Linked DNA regions of Gossypium hirsutum: region 2 is linked to region 1. A link is a contact called in public Hi-C data. All regions are on one chromosome and are shown on one strand. The core of a region is the stretch at or near the end of the contact, and the rest is flanking DNA. Distances in the headings are between cores, read along the strand shown.

What was found. Hi-C and Micro-C count contacts between places; a contact is called where the count stands out from the background.
Region 2: a Hi-C map of leaf shows a contact between it and region 1, with 1.7 times the contacts expected there. The contact joins the promoter of LOC107891924 here to the enhancer-like site in region 1. A contact is called at or near these places in 4 of 34 Hi-C or Micro-C datasets (hypocotyl and leaf).

What each region holds. Positions count from the first base shown.
Region 1 is chrD12:4,664,894-4,669,779 of Gossypium_hirsutum_v2.1, reverse strand. No RefSeq gene overlaps it. Among protein-coding and RNA genes, the nearest start is that of LOC107891922, 7.9 kb to the right of the region's middle. Within about 2 kb of position 1,464, at least 2 of the 9 cell types and tissues checked have an H3K27ac peak or open chromatin away from gene starts, as enhancers often do. A contact at or near this core is called in leaf, where this site is marked.
Region 2 is chrD12:4,795,378-4,799,955 of Gossypium_hirsutum_v2.1, reverse strand. LOC107891924 (E3 ubiquitin-protein ligase UPL3) reads right to left here and starts at 1,430. Exons shown (of 18, transcript XM_016816846.2): 1 at 195-1,430. The coding sequence starts at 1,097.

The sequences.
Region 1 (4,886 bases), core at 215-2,714:
TGGGTTTTGACAATTTTTTTAAAGAAAAAAATCATCGAAACAGTGTCAATCACAAGATCAAACCATCTTAGAACATTTTTATGCTTCAATTTCCAATTATCGTCTAATTAACTTTTTGATGTATGGATGATAAAATTTTTATTTACTTTACAAATAAATGGTTATATATCTATTTTTTAAAAATATTTATCAAATTTAATGTTAATTTTTTCTATCACCGATATAATAATGTTTTAACATTTGATAAGATATTAAACAATACTTCCTAATATGATAATATTTTACATGCTAAGAAAAATGATAATTCGAGTTAAAAAATTAATTGGAGTACAAAACAATAACATGCTATGTTATTATTATTAATTTCGGATCATATGTTTAGTTGTTTATTTAATGTTATTTTCAATTTATTTTGTATACGGACGTGCATGTAATAGAATTACTAATAATTAATAATTTTAAAAAGTGAAAATGAAATGGTAGGTTTGTAATTAGGGGGAAAAGACGGGAGTGAAATGGAAAGAAAAGGGAAAAGGGAAAAGGGAAAAGGTATTGTGTGTGTGTCCCACAGGGTACCAACTCCTCTCTTTTGGGGTGGTAGTTGGAGTTGGGAAAAGGCGTCGGACGTAGGCTCATGTGCACCGTTGCGGCGATAGGGACCCACTCCCGGACACCACTTGTGGGTCCTACTCCTAATCCCTCTTTCTCCGCCCGGTAAGTTTCCGATGGAGTTCGTATAAATATTAATAAAATTAATTTGAAATCTTTAATATTAATAAATAGTAAATGCAAGCTCCTTTCGGAAGATGTTTTTCTCTTTTTTTAAAATCAGATTACAGCGCAACTCAATGGATAGTTGATAGTTCTAACCTTGTCCACCTTGGGGTTTTTTTTTTGCAAATCTTTGACTAAATCTATTTATAGATGTTGATGGGACTTCAATCATATTTATTTGAAAAACAAAAAAAAAAGGAGAGAATTGATACAACTTGGAAAGTTTATGTCATTCAACTTGTACAAGTTAATCACAAATTGGAATTGAGCAATTTTCAATGTCCTAGGATTATCTTTGGTCAAAATATGATAGAAAGTAATAGCTTGGTGTATTGAAGAGTAAGTCAAAATCAAAAGTTGTGATATTAATAATGCAGAGGGCAGAGGTGCATGCATTTTGTTCCCCTCCTAAAATTCATTTCTTTACACGTTTCATTTGAAAACGTGATGACTCACATCAACAAAGTCTTGGTTGAATTTTTTTTAATTTTTTCTCATAGTTTTAGTTAAAACCAACAATTTAGCAAATCATTTGAAGATTGTTAGTAGCAAAGGGTGAAATTGTACTGTTTGACAATTAGGGCAAAAATAAAGAAAGAAAGGGTGGGGGCATGTTATGGTAGAGATAGGTAGCAAAAGCGTAGGTGGTGGGGAAAAGAGTTCCCAAATAATGATGAGAGAGAGAGAGAACGAGGATATGTGGCTGAGAGGTGTACAGTTCAAACTTGAAATGGTTAGGTCAGGTGGGTATGGGCCAATGCCATGGATGGATCCAAATGCCCAATCAAACTCTTTCTTCTCAACAACGACTTATTTCTTCCTCAACTTTTAACTTTTATAAATTACTCATCCAACTATTAACTTATTTCTATTTTTATCATTCAAGTTTAAAATTTTTCACTATCAAATTTTAATATTTTCATCGGAATGTTGGTGTGCCTTTTTTTCTATTGATAAAATAATAATTTTAGACCTCACCCTTACATAATCTATCAATTTTTTTTGGTGAATTACAATACCAGGGTAAAGTCGCACAACAAACGTGATTAGCGCGACTCTAACCGAAGCCACAGTTGGGGCGGTGAATACCCTTGACCATCAAATCATCACATAGGGTTCACATTTTGTCAATTTAATCATGATTCTTAAATTTTAAAAATTAAAAATTATCTAAAAGTTTATTTTTCCATGAAAATACATACAAAATTATAAAATATTTATAAATAACTATCTACTTTTCTTACTTTCTAATATGAAATTTATTTATTAAAATAATAATTTTATACATAAAATAATTTAAGGGAGAAAAACTATGAAGAAGACTTAAGCATATTCAGTTTTTTCCTTTTTTCAACATTAACCACCATTATATTCAAACTGGGTCAAAAACTACAAACTAAGATTGAAAAGGATAAAAATCAATGTCTTTAGATTGTTTCTCAAAACAAGTTTGTTGCGTTTGAGATTCTACTTGAGGGCGAGTATAATTGGGAATATATGAGTGAGGATGAGGTTGTGTTATGTTAGCAGCTCCACAACAAATTACTAGTTCTATGGCACGACAACAATGGATGTGGAAATCAAGGAGTTCAGAGTAAGAGTTATTAGTGCTAGCGATTGTGGGTGAAAGTGGGCCCCATTACTTAACAAATTTTGCGAGGACTAAAAAACAAGGCTAGATGTATAATAAATAAAACTAAAAAACGAAAAAGTTTGAAAAAGATTGAAGTCATACTTGTGGATTTTTAAAAAATTATTTTATTTATAAAATTATTGTTTTAATAAATAAATTTCATGTTAAAAAAATGGGTATTCATTTATTTATAATTCTATGTGTTTTTGTTTTATAAATCTTATGTATTTTTATCAAAAAATTAATTTTTAAATATTTTTTTTATATTTTTAAAGTTTTTAAATTTTATTTTTTATCTTTTAAGAATAAAGATTAAATTACAAGAATGTATAAAAATGAGGATCAAATTTGTTGAAACTTTTAGAATTAGAATCAAATTACTAGAATCTGTAAATATTAGAGGGCTAAATTTATTATTATGCCAATAAAAAAGTCATATAGGCATTTTCTTAGTGATTTAATGAAAGAGTGATCAAAATATTAAATTTTGATACCACCAATGACTAAAAGAAAAAAAAAACCTGTATGGTGAAAACAAAAACACAATAATAATTGGATCACTATTTATAAGTTTACCATAAAAAAGTTGATTTTTTTTTTTGCATTATATTTATTGGGCCCTCCTCTCACAGAACTGTGCCCCCATGTTAAATTTCTACATAAATCTCCCTACCTGCCCAACATTATCTTCCTAAATCTATGCAAACAGAGAAGAGGTGGGACCTGTAAATGTAATCCACCTTCTCTTGTTTTGGTACTTACATGGTAAATCCACCAAACAATTCTTCCTTTTCATGGTTTTATAAGCAATAAAACCTTAAATTCTTTGGAAATGAATCTCATTGACTGCTGATTTAAATTGCGGTTGGTGAATCTAATAAGTACTTTTACCTAATTCCAACACAACCTATGAGTGTCATTCCCTTTCTCTAATCAACTTTTTGCTACTAAAAGGAATAAATATGGTAGTGCTGCTCATACAAGGAACGAACCAGGGTTCTAGAACGAAGCCCATCATTTTGTAGGTTTGAGTTTCCCACCTTTCAAATTCATGCCAAATATTGGTCATTATGGGCACAAAGCTAAAAGGGCCTGGGGCATTATAACTGCTGCCTAGCTTCCTAACTGCTAATTCACGAGATGAACGGAAGGCTAATTCCTTGTATTTAGACCATGCTCCCATTCTATTGAAATTGCAATAAACTCACCCCTTAGTTTATTCATAAGTTTGCTCCTTAACGCAATTTAATTAGTTCAAAATACCAACTAAATGGTTTTTTTTCTTTTTAATTATTTCAGAGTGCTTCACTCAAATTAATACAAATTTGATTCCCAATTATCTCCAAGACCTTTACCACTTGTGTAAAAGCCAATTATTCTTATTTAGTAAAAACAATTTGTTTTGTCTTGACCACGATGTTACAACTCTAAAAGCTTTAAAATTCTATATTCGAGTCTCTTCCTTTGTAAATTATGTGTAACTTCTCAATCTCAATTTTATATTTTTTTTGGTAAATAAAATGATATAGCCTTGAGTTAAAATTACATCAGTACTAATCTCCCTCAAGAAATGGACACATAGCACGATGAATATCATAATCCAATAAGTCTCTCACAATACCCGGTGGTTCCTGATGAATAATCAATTGTTCTATTTCACCTCGAGCCTCTTTGGTGATACAATCTACCAACCTATACCTTTCTCTCAAGATCCGTCAAAATTTCTCTTCCCAATCCTCAAAACACCAGTCTTGAATAAGCCTAACTTTGTTGTTACAGTTGTTTGCTACTAACCCATTTTGTATAACAACAATCAACACAAAATTATCACTCTCAATCTCCACTTGACAGTAACCCTATGCCCAAGCATACTTTAAACCTTCAATTAATGCTCGAGCTTGAATCTGAAAAATATCTGACAATCCTACCGCCATTTCAAAACTCCCATCCAACTTCCATTCGGCTTTCTCACCACTCCACCTATGATCGCTCTTGATCTAGAATTTGATACCGAGCTATCAACATTCATTTTAACCCATTCATGAATAAGGAATTGTCACCAACCTTTAGTCATAGATTTACAAGCCCAATTTCCAAACACTCCTTTAACATATATATATAGAGAGAGAGAGACTTTGTCTAAGCTCAGCTGAAACTAAGAAAGCATGACTGTTGTTATTCACTCCAGTCAAGATGAATTTATTTTAACTCTTTTAAAAAAGCCAAGTTATAATACAATTATTAATACAATTATAATTTATAATGTTATCCTAATTATATATATTAAATTTGTAATTATGATTGTATTTCTACAAATACTCGAAAGAACACTAGTTTTACATTTGTGGATCAAGTGATTTTATGAAATTCATGTAAAAAAAATGGTTAACATGCATCGGAAAAATGCTTTAACTCTGATACTCTTCAATTTTTCTATGATTAACAAGTCCAACTCATCTTACTTGAACAACTCCAAGCC
Region 2 (4,578 bases), core at 181-2,680, 130 kb before region 1:
AAATGCTCAACTATCCCATGTTTATCAGTTGGGGGGCCAACTGCTAGTAGAATTAGCTAGTTGCAGTTCACCCTAGTTCATAATGAAATGCAAGATGTCGCTCAATCAGCTCAAGGGAGTTTAAGTTTAACCACATATTTGATCAATTTCATTTTCTAACAATCAATTATTTAGGAAGCAACCAAAATGCCAACCTGTTCAGCCAAGTCCATATACTCTATAGTGAGCAACCTAGCACAAAAACATGAAACAGCACCATAATGCACAACAGCAGCACATGAAGAAGGCAACACATCACACAAATGAGTAAGCGCCCTTGCAGCAAGAATCATGATATCAGGATTACTCTCGTGATTAAGCAATCCAACGAGCACGGGAACAAAGGAATCAACAGAAAACGTGCTCAACGATTCCTCAGTACCAATTGAAAGCATTTCACACAGCTGGGTCAGCGCCTCCACTTGCCTCCCTTCCTCTCCATCAGCACGCAATCCAGACAGAACCTTCTTTAACCTCCCACTTTGATGAGATGAAGACCCGGAACCCATTGCCGATGAGGGAAGCAAATCATCAAGTCCGGCACCGAGCTTCCTCAACAAGCCTTGTAACGCGCTGCTTGCTGACGTCAGATTCTGGTGCAAAATCCCTACACCGCCTTCGCTATCATTATCATCCTCATCGCCTCCAGAGGTATCCATATTTAATCCTAAATTTCTCTCAGGATGATTAGGATTGTTGTCTCTATTATCCCTGTCTCTATCTCTATCGCGAATCCTAGGATCATGTTCCTTTTCCTTTCCTCTATCAGAGGCAAGATTCGGATTGTCACTTGTTGTGGTTTGGTTAGCTTTGCTGGAACGGCGATCACGGCGGGAACCGGAAGAAGATTCGATTGTAGTGGGGTCCATTAAGGCAGCGGAAGTACGTGATGTGCGGGAAGTACGGGAGCGAGTAACAGCGACGGTGGCGGCGGCAGCGGCAGCGGCAGAGGAGGAAGAGAGACGAACGCGTTTATGAGAGCGAGTGGTGGGACCGGAGGGAGAAGATGAAGGGGCAGCTGAGGAGGCCTCCGCCCGCTTCCGGCTCCGAGTTTCCATACAAAGGGGACCAACGCCCCTGATTATCGGACGGTCACCACCACAAGATCAGACGATTCCTGATCCGATTATTTGTTGCATCTCAACAACAGCTTATCGAAACCCTAGAAAACGAAAACAAAGGAATCCACGCTTCGGATAAATGTAAAACCCTAGAATTTACAATCAGGGAACCCACGCCTTTGTCTTGGTTTTGAATGAAATAGAATTCAATGATTAATTAGGGGAGAATTTGAGCCCTAAAGAGATGAAGGTTAAGAGAGAAACTTGAAACCCTAAAGTGAAAATGAATAAATAAATAAAAAGGGTGAAGTTTTTTAGATTATAACTTTAAATTTATCTATAAATTATATACAACCAGTTCTTAAATAAGCCTTTTAAGAGTTAATAAATATTCGAGATATTTTAGATTTTTATCATAAATACGTGTTATAAAATGGGAGAATAAATAAGAGAGTGCATATTGTTTATAATGCTTCTTAAAAGTCTATTTAATAGGCCTAACAAGTATAGATAAAGTAGATATTTACTTCTACTCATTATTATAATTTTAAGTATATCAAAACTTATCTTGATATTGACATTGTTAATGTGTCTCATTAAAAATTTTACTAGAAAATTTTTTTGTAGGAAAAAAATTTTTAGAAAAGGAAGAAGGAAAAATAGTACACATATTTATAATACGTATAATATGTTGTCTCATTCAAAACTTTACTGGGACAAAACCTCGGTTAAGGAAAAAAGAATACAGCGCGTATTTATTTCCCCTCATTAAAACATTACATAATATCTCATATTCTATGTATTTAATCTTGAATACTAACTTTTCAAATGACCATTTGAACGTATTTGCTAAGCATTTATATCAACATTCTTTTGAAAGTCATGAGAGGAGAAATATATTTTGATCTCTTTACGAGTTTCAACAATAATAATAACAAACTTTAATCATGATCCTTCTATAAAAATAAAAATAGTATTTTGGATCAATTTATAATAGTTTTTTAACTACTATTGACTAAGTCAAATTTACCACATATGTTCAATTATTTCAATTCATATAAATGAACAATTTCCCAATAATTTCAATATGCTTCTGGCATTCTAAATCCTTCAAGAATTTTTATATAAACTTTAATATATAGTGATTCATAAAAAGTTGTAACAACAACCCTTAAACACAAGTTAAATCTTTTATGAACTGTTAGTTTAATAATATATCTAAAGGTTATTGTATCACCACAAAAGAATATTATATCTTTTCATAATCAATTACATGACTTAGCAAAAACTTCATATTTTATTCCGTTTTGCAAAACAACTTCATTTGCACCATCACTAGCTTTATACCTTTAGATATTTGGACTACTAGTCCAAAAAACTCCACAAAATTAATTGTACTTGAGTTGCATCTTTCTATTTTGACCAATTTATTCCATATCTATATTTCTCAATAGATTTATTCAAGATCCTCATTTTATTTCATTATTACAACAATAATATTGCATGCAAAACCATTGTCGACCACTTTTAATATCAGTTCGACATTTTCTCAAATTGACATAACTTATCAAGATCTCTTATTTTCACTATTTTAATCTTCAATTTCAGGTACTTGAATCTCTTCTAGAATTTTAATTATTAATTATGGTTTGGGTCTCTTCTGGAGTACCCGCCTCCACCATATGACAATTTAGAAGAATTTTTATTTTTGGAACCAATCAATCTATTATTTATTCTAACTGATTGTCCTACTGGGACTTTGATTCAAAATATTAAATGGTTTATAACACTTGATTATTCTAATTAAGTTTGTGAATACATTTGACAGTTAACTTGTAATAAAGTGAGTTATCCTTTTTGCACTTATGGTTCAAATTACTCTTTATAAGAATCTAGATAATGATAACTCCTTACAAGCAGTGATTTCATTCAACTATTATTTCTCTCCCACTAATATCGAGAAAACTATCAAATCAAAATAGTAATCACACAACATGTCATAATTGAATCTCCAAAACATTCAAAATATCTCAAAATAAAAGGAGACTTGTAATTAATATATATTCTAAACTTTCTTTGAGAATTCACTCATCTTTGTGCATTGTGGTGGAGCAATTGGAACATATACGCACATATCAAAATTCAAAGATGAGAAATATTTAGCTTTTGACAAAAAACCAATTGTAATGGGGAGTATTTATAACTTATTGGTTTGATGTGTACAACATGTAAATCAACATAATCTCATGTTAAAACAGGAAGCTTAGTTCTCATAAGTAATGGTTTTAGATATTAATCATTGGTGTTCAATCAATAATTTCTCTAAACCATTATGCGCATAAATAACAATTTTTTACAAAATTTTTTCAAATTCAATCAATAAAAGACTGAGATATAAACTCATTAGTATTAGCAAGATGAATTGTCTTAATTGCATGATTTGAAATTAATTATTTAGACAAGCAATCTTGCAAACGACAGGTTGCAAGTTGGTAACACAAATGCAAGACATTAAATCTCAACTTTAGCTAGTAAGTTTCTAACAATTAATTTTCATTGAGAACAAGCAACAAATGAGAATTATTTAAATTAAATAATCTTCTAGTTGTTTAATGAATCTCCATATGAATTCTCAATTAATTTTCGCATCATATATGATCCAGGATGGTCTAACTGATCACACCAAGTAGTAAATGCATTTATATCAATAAACTTCTGGTTTACTTTAACATGCATTTCAATTATACTAATAATGTCAATATAAATTGTGACAAATTGATAATATCACTGTTATTCATTTTACTTTGTATCCACATATAAGTACTATTGTAACATTTACTACTGGAAATCTCTAAATCAATGTGAAGTCTATAATGTCATTGACCACCTCCGGACGTACAAACGTCCAAAATGTGAATACTGCTATAAAATAAAGAGTTATGAGGAGGTATCCCCAAGTATATGGGTCAAGTTGTAATATAAATTTTACAACGAAGTAGGTGAGTACTCCGAGGATCGTACCCAAAAGAGGTGAGTACTAAATCAATCTTAACCTAAACAATTAAAGATCTAATTAATACTTTAAGTCAATTATAGTACGAGAGTAAAATAAGAAGTATTTTTATTGTTTGTAAAATAATGAAATAAAATATCATAAAAAAATTAAAACTGTAAGAGATAGAGATAAATAAAGTAAAACAAATATGAGGATGGGTGATCAGCTCGCTTCGGCAATTTCAATTAACTGTCGTCTTGGGTTCCCCCGTCAACCAACTAGTCGCTACCCTAGCAGGATCTCTCAATCTTTCACTAAAAAAACGAGTCAACAAGAACTACTTATCTTCCAACCTCACAGTCTAGACTAGCTTAGGGTAAATATGCTAACAAATGGGTAGTACCAATTTTAGGTTAACTACCACCTTGATGTCTTCTCAAGGTTGTTAGACCAAGGGTTTGTTTCACGTTCTTCCTTTTCTAA